Linked DNA regions of Gossypium hirsutum: region 1 is linked to region 2. The links are chromatin contacts, called in public Hi-C maps. All regions are on one chromosome and are shown on one strand. Each heading gives the region's core, a stretch centred on a gene start, on an enhancer-like site or on the middle of the called end of the contact. The rest is flanking DNA. Distances are from core to core; before and after follow the strand shown.

What was found. Hi-C and Micro-C count contacts between places; a contact is called where the count stands out from the background.
Region 1: a Hi-C map of leaf shows a contact between it and region 2, with 2.1 times the contacts expected there. The contact joins the promoter of LOC107892532 here to the promoter of LOC107939997 in region 2. A contact is called at or near these places in 4 of 34 Hi-C or Micro-C datasets (all in leaf).

What each region holds. Positions count from the first base shown.
Region 1 is chrA02:33,864,858-33,871,206 of Gossypium_hirsutum_v2.1, forward strand. LOC107892532 reads right to left here and starts at 4,497. Exons shown (of 5, transcript XM_016817605.2): 1 at 4,233-4,497; 2 at 3,248-3,371; 3 at 2,779-2,875; 4 at 2,416-2,502; 5 at 2,024-2,289. The coding sequence starts at 4,296. The coding sequence ends at 2,155.
Region 2 is chrA02:33,589,068-33,594,678 of Gossypium_hirsutum_v2.1, forward strand. It overlaps LOC107939997 (bromodomain-containing protein 7), which reads right to left and starts at 3,964. Exons shown (of 10, transcript XM_016873409.2): 1 at 3,210-3,964; 2 at 2,485-2,521; 3 at 2,331-2,409; 4 at 2,207-2,252; 5 at 2,016-2,114; 6 at 1,335-1,403; 7 at 901-1,249; 8 at 617-765; 9 at 1-195. The coding sequence starts at 3,629.

The DNA of each region.
Region 1 (6,349 bases), core at 3,247-5,746, 280 kb after region 2:
GCAAGCTTCTTTTTTCTTTCTTTCTATTGTTTTCTTGTTTTTCCCGTGTATTGAAGATGGAAGAATGAAAACACTCATTCTCTTTCTTCATTTCGTATTTCTTTATGACTATAATAAACCTTAATCTATGGCGGTATGACCATAATTAAATCATGGAATAAGTAGTGGGATTTGATGGCCATGATCACTTCATGCCACCAACTCCCTACAAATTTGGTCAAATTGCTACAAGGTCTTTGGTAAGTTCCCTCTTTTAAGGCTTGTTCATTTTATAATCAATTCTTTTTCCTTTAATCAATTCACAATTTAGTCCTCATACTATAGTTAATAACTAATTTAATTTAATGCCACTTTATAATTTGACTTAGAGGTGTGCATGGGCCAGGCCGGGCCGGCCCGCCTGTGGGAGGGTTTGGGCAAAAATATAGGCCCGAAAAATAGGCTTGGGCAAAAAAATAAGGCCTGTTTAAAAAACAGGCCGGGCCTCAGGTAAGGCTTTTTTGCCCGGGCCCGGCCCAGCCCGAATTCACTACATGACAATTTTTTTTAATATTTTTTTCTTATTGTTTTCTCCCTATTTTGCTACTATTTTACTATTATATTACTACTATTTTGTTGTTATTATTTAGATATTGTATAAAACTTATTTTATTGTTAACTTTTTAATTATTTAAAGGCATTTGTTAATTTTGTTATTATTTTAGAAACATTTGCTTGTTAAGTTGCATCTATTTTAGTGTTATTTAAGTATACATATTTTTTAAAATTTATTTTCAATTTGTTGATAAATATTTATTTGACGTTTTTAGAATTTTTGATGGTTTATATATATTTTAAAATTATATAAAAATTAATATGGGCGAGCCGGGTCGGGCCTGGATTTTAACATTTTTATTTGGGTTAAGCTTAGGCAAAATTTTAAGCCCATTTTACGGGCCAAGCCGGGCTCGAGCCTCGTAAACGAACCTAAATTTTTAGTTGAGCCTGACCCAAACCCAGCCCGGCCATGCACACTTCTAATTTGACTCTACGATTTTCGTATTTGACTGTACCTATTTGATTTTAAGTCAATTTAAAAAATTCAATCTTAAAATCAAATTTTCCGACCCTGTTAAAAATCGGATAATTACTTTTTTTTTTCCACGAGTTGATCTATATGATTGCTCGAATACCGAATTTAAGATTTATTGCAAGAAATTAAACCACATGTCGATTCCCTAATAATTTAAAAGTAAAACGTGGATAACTAGTATTCTCTGTTTCTGAAAAAAGAATAACTCTAGTACTGAAATAAATGAACGGGGGCTTTAATGCTAGTTATTGCACAAATTTTAGGTTTCAATATTAAGTAAATTGAATATTAGACTAATTTGATCTTTGAAATTTTTGAGAGGACTCATAACGATTATGTTTTTAATCAATTGTACATTTTTTATTTAGCTTATAAAATATACACATATTATCAATTTAGTCATGATTTATTAAATTTAATTTTTAAAATTTTTACAATCTATTAGCATTCATACAAGATACGTAAACATCAAATATTAAATTTATTATTAAATTAATCAAAATCAGGTACAATTGACAGAAAATATTAATATGGAGATTAATTATTTAAAAAAGAAAACCAATTTTCCCAATTGATAGAGACTTAAAGGTGTTTTTAGCTAAGTTTTACTAACAGTGAACTGAAGGGACGTTTTGTGGCAAATATACGAGATAAGAATGTGTTTTTAGATCTAAAACTCGGCTCATGAATAGATTTGAGCCACAGCTCCTCCATCCGTTCTTTTTTCCTTTAGTGCCCTTGCATTATTTTCAATTTTCCAGAACGACCACACCGCAAAGAAATTGTTGGGAATAATAAAAGAATAATTATATTAAAAAAAAAAGAACAAGCAAATTTGTGGGTAAGTTTGAGATCATCTTTTATGGTGGTGAAGAACTGAAGATCATATTAGGAAATTGAATATCTAATGTGAAGTATAGTATGCATTTGTGCAACAACCACCCCGTAACATAGTGAAGAGACAGACACTGTTTACTTGAAAACAGGGAAAATTACAATAAATTCACATATTATTTCATACCGAGGATAACAATATCAGATAAGTGTTAAAACAGCATCTGAATAATAACAAGGTAGCCCATTCATATGGCAGTTTCAATTTCATCAGAGTTCACCGCAACTCCATTCGGAGCATCTTCGGATCGAAGCTGAGCAGAAACATCATCAATAGCAGAGTTCAACTGAGCAATCTTCTCGGTCAGTATCTTTCGTGTTTTCTGCAACACAAACCCCACTCATTACCATTTAGAGGACGCATGTTTAATCCGTAATCACTGGTCCTTCAGACGCCAATAATTATAGACAAAAAAGGTGTGGGCGGGGGGGGGGTGGGGGGGAGTTACCTCCAAAGCTTTTTCTTCATCATATATGAATTTAGGTAGTCTCTTCATTAGATCCTTTCTATCAGCTCCAGCTACTGCCTTGCTGATCTATTGAAGAATAACAAGAAAACCCAAATTGAACATCGTATAAGCCATGAAAATAAATAGTGCAGGTTATACAAAAAGCCAAACACAAATAATATTTCCCAGAGTTCTGCAGGTCTGAATCATCTAAATAGAAAAATCAGAAACTATAAAACCAGAACGAATTGATGAATCAATGGAGGTGTTTTATTTCACTCGAACAGATAACAAATATACATAATGGAGAAACAAGGAGATATTTTAGTGCAATTTTGCATCCATTTGCAATGCTAATATCACCTGGGGAGCAAATACACATCCAAGTGCACCAACCACAAGTCCTCCCAAAATAAAACCTCCAACAAAGATGCTTGCACTGCTTGGTCTTTCACCATCACTAAGGACACAAGAAGAGAGACTCCCACTGAGTATTTCTATAATATTAATGTCCACAACAGAACATCCAAAAACAACATAACAAACTTAAGGTATGTTACTCAAGACTTAGATATGAACGTCTGTTACATGTATGTCTTTGACATGGGTATATTCAAAATTTTCTAAGTATTTGGATGGTCTTTGGAGTGTCATCTCTCCATATCCAATCCAAATGTGTCTGAAACATACACTTGAAGAAAAATAAAAAGTTAGACCAACATAGAACTTAAGTATTTAGTTGATAATGCTTTCATTAGTAGGTGCCAGTTACAGGACTACTTGTACGTACTATTATGCATTCTTGTGCTCCGAACGTGATCAGTGATGATACCTGTAGGAAGCTTGAACTGTTACTACTGGCCTTCTAGAGGAAGAAAGATGCAGTTTTCCTAAGCCATTAGAATTGAATGACGAGTTTGTGGGACTAGCACCCCCTGCTGTCTTTAAATGTGAGCCTAAACACACACACAAAAAAAAGTAAGGAACAAAACAATGATACAGCTTTGGTGTAGACATATAATAGAAAATAGAATTAATATTAGTTTAGTTTTGCGTTTGTATAAAGAGCAAAGACAACCAATTTTCTGATTTCAAAGAATGGACATGAACATGATGACGATAATGATGATATAATCTAAAAATCTGAATCAACACTAAAACCCAGATTCTTGTTGTAAAAGATCTGAACGGCTGAACTAAAATAAACAAACAATCATGAGCGTCATGTCAAACAATCAATTCCAACCAAGCTATTACCTTTAGCGAATCCAATCGTTATCTTTCATCTTTAGCTTATAGCATTTGCAGTCGGTTATTGCCCCAGGGTTTAAGGGTACACCAAGTCAAATATTTTACAAGTATGCTAACATATTTAAAGAATGAATAAGGCCTATTGTAATTATTCTACTACCCTCCCACAGCTTCAATATTGAAAATTTAATCAAAGTCCACAAATACAGCGATGATGGATCATATTCCTTCAAAATTTTTTTCTGCATTACTATCTTATTTCACTGAATAAAAAATAAAAAATAACAAGTACAGTTTAGGGAAATCAAAATTAAGCAGGGTCTTGAACCCAAAAAAAATCATGGAAATGACTAGTGTAGAACTAAATGCAGCTAAAAGTTTTCAGCTAGTGCAATAAATCCGACGGCCTAAGCAAGAAAGAAGAGGAGAGTATTAATTTATTATGCATTAGAACTTAGAAGTTGAATTATATTCCATTTAAAATAAAGTTGATTAGAACGAATGAACAGAAAAAAAGAAGATCAGAAGGAAAAAAGAAGAGAGATGAAGTAAAGGAATTATATTACCAGAAGAAGATAATTGGAATGGAAGACTTGTGGGTAAAACCAAAGAATTAGAGAGGATAGTCATAATTTAAGAGAGAGAGAGAGAGAGAGAGAGAGAGAGAGAGAAATACAAAGGAAAGGAAGCTGGTGAGAATTGAAAGCAGGGAAGTTGATTTTGACTTTGATAAGCCCTGCGGTGGAAGTTGTTGGGCCAGGCCTAACTTCTTCAATGGCGCCCGTTGTTTACTTATATTTCTGAAATATAGATATTTATCAGTTCTGGGACATCATGAGGGTTTGTGTGCTGGTTCAGAATTTGTAGTCCAATACTCCAATTCTGTCATGCAGTGTTACAAGTTATTTTAATATTAATTTAATAAATATATATATTTAATCGAAAAAATTATAAATTTAATTTAAAATATTTTTAAAAAATTATAAATATTATTATAATATTTTATTTTTTATTTTTATATAAATTAAAAAAATTTAAAACACTAAAAAATAATAGAGGTCAAAGAATCAAACTGGAATTGACGAAAATTTGTATATAAAATCTTTACCCCTCTACCTATAGCTCATTTATTATTAACATTTTTATAAACATATTTTTACATAAAGATTTTACTTTTACACACGTGAGTGTGATATAATCCAACGTTCTAAAATCAAATTAATTCAACTAAAACATGATACAACTCCCATTGTATGCTTGCAAATTGATTTTAACCGAGCAAAGTGAATGGCTTTTGGCAGAGAATCCACTTAAAATTGTTAAATCAACCTAGACAATCGATAGTGTACCAACTTGACATATTTATGTGCTTTATTCAATTTGGCGTTGTGCCTTTCTACTGTTTTTCTTTTCTTTTCTTTTTCTATTTTATTTTTTTTCGCTTTATTCAATTATATTTCCTTTGTTATTTTTTTTATTATGAGCAACTAAATCAATTTCTAACCAAAGGTAAACCAAAATTTGGTATTTGAGTTGTGAGATCCGAAATCGTGTTTAACCCTTCTCGTTAAGGTATTTGTTTTTTCTCCAAGTCAAGAGATAGAAAGGATCGTCTCATAGTATTGTTTTTAGCTCTGTGTCAAGAAGGATCCTTTATACAGTGTTGGGAACAATACACAGTTGGTACAATTAATTTGGTGCCGAATTACTTTACCGAAGAACAAGTTGGTGAGGTTCGATTGGTAGTGCAGTTGGGTGACGTCGTGGGATTAAGTGATCTAATTTAAATGATTCACGCGGTTGAGATCGTTAACTAGAGTATGATTCTTCTAGCTTGTAAGGCCGCTGATGGATTAAGTCGTGAAAGCATCTTTTGGGGTTATTCATTCGATAAGGGTTAATCATTGGGTGGTTCCCACGATTATTTACGATTAAGGAAGAATTGGTTGTTGAGGTGTCCTTAATCACTATATATGTAACTGCCCACCCAACGAAGTTCTAGTATTCTGTTACTATTTATAGAGATATGGTATTTGAAGTAAAATTTGAATGAGTAAGGTATTAGTTTTAACTAAGTATAAGACTCTGTGAATGCATCAACTGGCGAATCTTGTGTTTGGCGAGCTCAGTAGTTTGGTAAACTCTCCTGTGGAGTATACGCCACCCCAGTTGTTTAGGCGTTTAAGTTAAGTTCGTAATTTGATAAAATTAGTTATTATTTTTGGGTGTGACGATTTAGTTAGTCTAATGAGAACTAGTTAGAATGGAACTAAGTTACTATAGTTGATAAGACTAAAATTATGGTGGAGTACTTAGTCACGATTATCGAGGGAGGGTTAGTGGGATAATTTGACTTTTCCACTAAACCTTACTTTATAAAGTTAGTAGTGACTTCTATAAAGTTAGTAGTGACTTCTAGGGCAAGTTTCATGTCTTCTTCGCATTTATTTTGCTTCTAGATTTTTCTCTACTCTCACTCTTTCTGAAACTTAAGACCAGAAACCTACTTGAAGTTGGGTTTGCTGTATTTAGCCAACTTATTCGTTCATTTTAGCACCCTGACAACTATTGATGAACTTTAGGTTATTTTCTTGGTTATTTACGTGATCTCACCAATGCATGCTTTAGTGTTAGATTTGTATGTAAGGAAGGAAACTTCCTAAATCTGGGTTTTATGATTATG
Region 2 (5,611 bases), core at 2,714-5,213:
TCTCTGCTTTCCAGAAAACAAACATTGTGGCTGCTCAATCGACCTGTTTTCTTCTACCCATCCAGGACCAAACTTCACCTTGCTAGGCAAAACACTATCAATTTTCCTTGAAGCAGTTTTCCAAACAACAGGTCCAAGATCTGCAGCAAATCGTGCCAAGCTAGTAACATAGCCATTTTCTGCAATCAAACCAACCTGATACACATTGCAAAGGGAAAAGAAAAATGTTACCACGTACCAATGGATACAATGTTACACTTCACATAAAACAGATGAGGGAGATAGAAAAACATTAGCCAGTGAGATTGTCACGATTGTAGAAGGGATAGAGCATTTTATGTTGCCAATGATCCCGATTGTTTTCTTCTCTTATTAAAATCAATAATGGTATTCCAGAATATTTGAAAACCCTTTGACTAGATACATAAACATACAGCACAAATCAAGCTATTCTTAACCCAGAATCTTGTGTACAATTTATTATGCACAAAAAAACAAGAGGAAATTTTAGGATTCATTTTATCTGTGCTTGATGAATATAAGGTCAACTAGACATTCTATCTGAACAAATCATTAAATTAATCTTTTAACTAATGCATTAACACATGAAACACACCGGAATTAGCTGCTTCAATTCTCCATTCAAGGTGGAAAAGATAGGCTGCTCATGTCCAGAATTCAATGAATAGTTGTAGGTGTCGCGCCTGTTCTCATCTACTGCAAAATGTTTCATTCCATACTTCATCACAGCCTTCACAACAGAAGCTGCAAGGTGAGAAAATAAATCAATATGCATAAGAACAGTGCAATATAACATTTCACCTTAAAAATGTTAAAGAATCAAGGATATATATACATATATATATGTATTAAAGTCACACTACCAAATAGATACCAAACCTGGAAATTCATTCTCCCATTCAGAAGAGCAATTGGCATAATTTTCCTTGCTATGAGAACCCAAGGAGGGCCTAGTTAATGTATCAGCAGGCTGGTGCTTTTGTAAACCAAGTCCTTTCCTCAAATTGTAAGTATTGGGAAGGCCGGAAGCATCTGTTCCAGAAGCTAGAGCTGCATCTGAGGAAAACTCGGAACCAACACGGTCAGAAGACAATGACTCCAATGACTTTTTGAGACTCTTTCCAGGTGGCCTTCCTCTCCTCACAACTTTCAGCTGTGGTTCACCTTCATCACTATCTTGCCTCAAATTCTCAAAGTCCTTTTTAGCCAGCTCTTGCATTGATCGTGCCTAACCAACCAGTCAATATGCTTAAAATGATAGAAACTGGGGTACCAAAACAAAAGAATTAATATAAAGATAAGGCTGACCAAACCTGTCGAAAATAAACTGTGTCTGGTGCATTATACAGTATGGCATTCGAGCATATCAGAAAAACATCTTTCTGCATGAATCAAACTTAAAAGTTTCAATTCCAGTCCTTGCAACATCAAGTATCCTGAGTGTAAAGCATATGCTGGAAAACAAATCCCCTAAAAGAAGTTCTATTATTATGACGTCTGCGAAATTGAATCAAAAGACTATCTTCACCGGACAAGCCCAGTGCCATTATACAAACTAAAATCATTTCATTACGATTTTATCATCTTAGTAAACCTCAAAAAGCAACTCACAGCATATAAAGTTGTCTTCTACGAAAAGAGTATGCTGTTATGATACCAAACTAAGCATGAAGTTCGGCAATCAATATTCCAGAAATTATGGGCAGACCATAGGCAATGCCAATGAACTTCTATATTATATAAAATTTAAAAGAATAAATAAGTAAAAGCAAGTACAACAAGGATCCATCTATACAGTAACCCCATAAGACATAGAATGCCTCCTTATTCTACAAGGACTTGCCAGAATCATGGTAAAACTTAACTGTTATTATATACACAAAAATCCAGAAAATATACTTAATCAGCAACAACCAGCCAGTCATGTACACCTTGTACCAGGGTAGATAGATAACATTATCCATATTAGCAAAGTGAAGTCTAGCAAAACAAACCTCAAATTGTTCCAAGGTTGTATAAGCTCCCCCATCAAGTTTTTTCCTGACCGTCGAAAAGTCCATTGGGTTTGCGACAATGTCACAGTAATCAGGAAGCTGTATTGAGATCAATCCAACATGATCACATGAAATGGGATTTCACTTTTCAGTAATCGACATTTTATTCAAGAACGAAAAAGAGAATGAACCTCTTTGAGATCAACTGGCTCAGAGAAAACCCCGTAAGTGTCCTTCCTGCAAGTAGTAGATAAATCTCATAAAAAAATAGGATAAAAGAAAAAGGATAATTGAAGAACCGAAAATAACAGATACTTTTGAAGCCTGTCAAGAATGAACAGCAACAACTTTTTGTCTGGCAAAGGTGTCGTGGGGCCAAACTCCACCGGTGACCCTGTCCACATAAAAATAACATAAATTTAAGAATTCCCATAAATGCCTTTTCATGAAAGTCGGGATTGATTTTTACCATGAAGTGTGTGCGTAGTTTTGGATACTTTTTCTCCCTGCAAACAAGACAAACATATTTAACACCCCAAATAGAAACTACAGATGGAGATTGTTTGCCTTGTTCATTGAAGAATTGGTGATGAAAAGTAGCATTAAAAAGCTACAACAAAGCAAAGCTAAGTACAAGAGAGCAGAAATTAAAGGGGGAAAAAAGTAGAACTATTCTTTTGTTTTTGATAAGCGAATTATTCTTAATATTAAAGAAAAGACAAATTGAAGCTTTTGGGTCTTCAGACATGATGGTCTGTGCATATCTTATTCTGCACATAAATAAAGGCCAGATAAATACAAGATAATAAAGAATAAAATTTGTAAAATTAGGAAATAAAGAAGATTTTCAACACAAATTCAGGTTTTCCGAAAATAAAGAAAAAAAAAGAGTAAGATAAATATCAAATAACCAAAAAAGAAAAAAGAAAAGCACATTTCACGACTTAGTCAAACCTGTCCAATGTCCATAATCTCCGATCCAATCACAAGAATTCAATTCACGCGCGAAATCCAAAAGTTCAATTTCAAAAAGGAAATAAATAAAAATATCCAAACAAAGTATAGGAAAATCTCTCTTTTTCTTTTCTTTTTTTCGTTCTTGTTTTGTCTGTTTTTGTTTCAAAAGACATCACTTCCAAAAACCCACAAAAAGCTATTTTGATTTTTTATATATATTCATGGATAACTAATCACCATTTGATCAGATCCTGGACTGAGGGTGGTAACTTTTCGTCGCTTGAGGGATGCCTTGGGATCGCCACCATCCGCGTTCGAATCGGAACCGCAGGAGGCCGAATTGTGAGCCGAAGGAATCGGATAATGGTGATGATTACGAGAAGAATTGAGGCCGAGCAATAGCTTATGCTTCTTCTGTTGGCGCTCGTCATCGTCATCATCATCATCATCACCATCTCCTCCAGCAATCCAATCGGGAATTGGGGAGCCTCCGTGGAGATTGGGGTTCCGGCGAGCGGATCGACGGCTGGAATTGGTAGAAGAAATAGTGTTTAGGACATTTGGGGGGTTTTGTTGAAGCGCTTGCTGCTGTTGATGTTGTTTGAGAGAGCGTTTCTGGATTTCTAAGAGGGAGGGTCTTCCCTTCTTCCTCTTCATTGTCTCTGCTGCTATCTCTCCTCCAATCTCATTACTGTATTCTTTTTTTTTTCTTGCCCTTTATTATTTTTGTTATTTTTTAATGGAAATATTGATTTTTTTTTTCTTTGATGGAGTAGGGGAGTGGAATCGCTGGGATAGGATGCCGGCGTGGAGGGAAAGTCACGTGAAATGGATGGGATGTGCCCCACTCTCACGTGACACGAATTTGAGTCTTTATTATTAGACTGTATTGCATGCATGTACATTAAATTTGTAATCTTTTTTTATAATATTAATCTTTCACTAAATCACCTAAAAAGGCCTATTTCTAAGTAAATTTATGAAAATAGCCGATTACAACATTATTACCGAAAATGACTATTTTTGGCAAAACACACCTACGTGGCCGCGTTTAAGGGAGAAAGTGCCAGCAAAGCGCATCCCCAAGGGAGCGTTTTTTGCCACGTCAGCAAAACACTCCCTTGGGGGCGCGCTTTGCTGGCAAATTTTCAACCCCAACGATTAAATTTTTTTGACCGTTGGGAGTTCTAACGGTAAAACAAAAATTATAAAAACCCCCTCCTCTCTTATTATTTTCTCACAAAATTTCTTAATAATTTAGCAAAAATTATCTACAATTTCTCCCTAAAGCTCTCAAATTTCTTATTAAATTTCTCAAAGCTCTTTGTAACTAGTTATTTACTTTTATTTTTTCCTAAATTAGTATTTTTTTTATAATTTCAAAAATATTTGATCGTGTTAGCAATAGTCAGAGAATTAATTCGTCTCGATTATAAACATATCTCCGTCGAACAAATGAAAATGGTAACAGTTTATTTTAATTTGTGAATATTATTTAATATTTTTTCATTTATGTAATTTTAATTAATTTTTATTTTATAATTTTTTATAACAGCCTGTAGATCGGGTGTTACAATATTATATTCATAACATGTCTGGTCAGCCATCACCGTTGATAGAAAATTACTTGAGGGAAGTGGGTTTTTAGCACGCGGCCATTATAGGCCAAAGGTGCAAGTTGGACCCGAAACTCATCAACGCATTAATAGAGAGGTGGATGCCAGAGACGCATACATTCCATCTTCCATGCGGAGAGTGTACTATCACTTTGGAGGACGTCCAAATACAATTAGGATTGCCGGTGGATGGGGCCGCACTCACCAGGTCCATTCAATCTGCTGACTGGGGAGTCATATGCTACGATCTTTTGGGTGCGATTCCAGATAATTTTTACGGAGGTCGGATTGAGATGAGCTGGTTACGAGACACATTCCCAGATCTGGAGAATGATTCGACTAAATTAGAAAGAATACGATATGCTCGGGCATACATCCTTGAGATGATTGGAGGTTATCTGATTCCAGACTTGTCACGAAACCTTGTATATTTGAGGTGTCTACGATTTTAGAGTAGCTGGCGAACTTAGTTAGGGGTCTGTTGTGTTGGCAACATTGTACCGAGAGATGTACGGGGCGACGCCACCAAATAAAGCAAAAATTGGAGGTTGTCTATCACTACTACAGTCATGGGCTCAATTTCGCTTTCCATTCTTACGTCCTCGAGTGAACCACCCATATACATTCCCACTCATAACAAGGTAAAATTTTTATTTGATTTTACAATTATTCCATAGATTTAAAATAAAATTGTATGCTGAAAATTTATTTAATTAGGTGGAACCACCCGGCGAGTTATGTTGGAATACCTACCACTCTTAAAGATATACGGCTTCTATTAGACCAACGGTCGAAAGCGTAAGTAAGTATTAAATAAAATATATATACATAAAATAGTCGTTTCATAAAATAGTCGTTTCATCTTTAGTATTTAGTATTTAGTATTTAGTATTATGTATATAACTAATATTTTTATCTCGTTCACATAGTTTCAATGGACACCATATGAGGATCCGGTAATACGGGCAGTAATTTCGAATGAATTATTTCAAAATCCGAACATTTAGCATGTTAAGGTCCCAT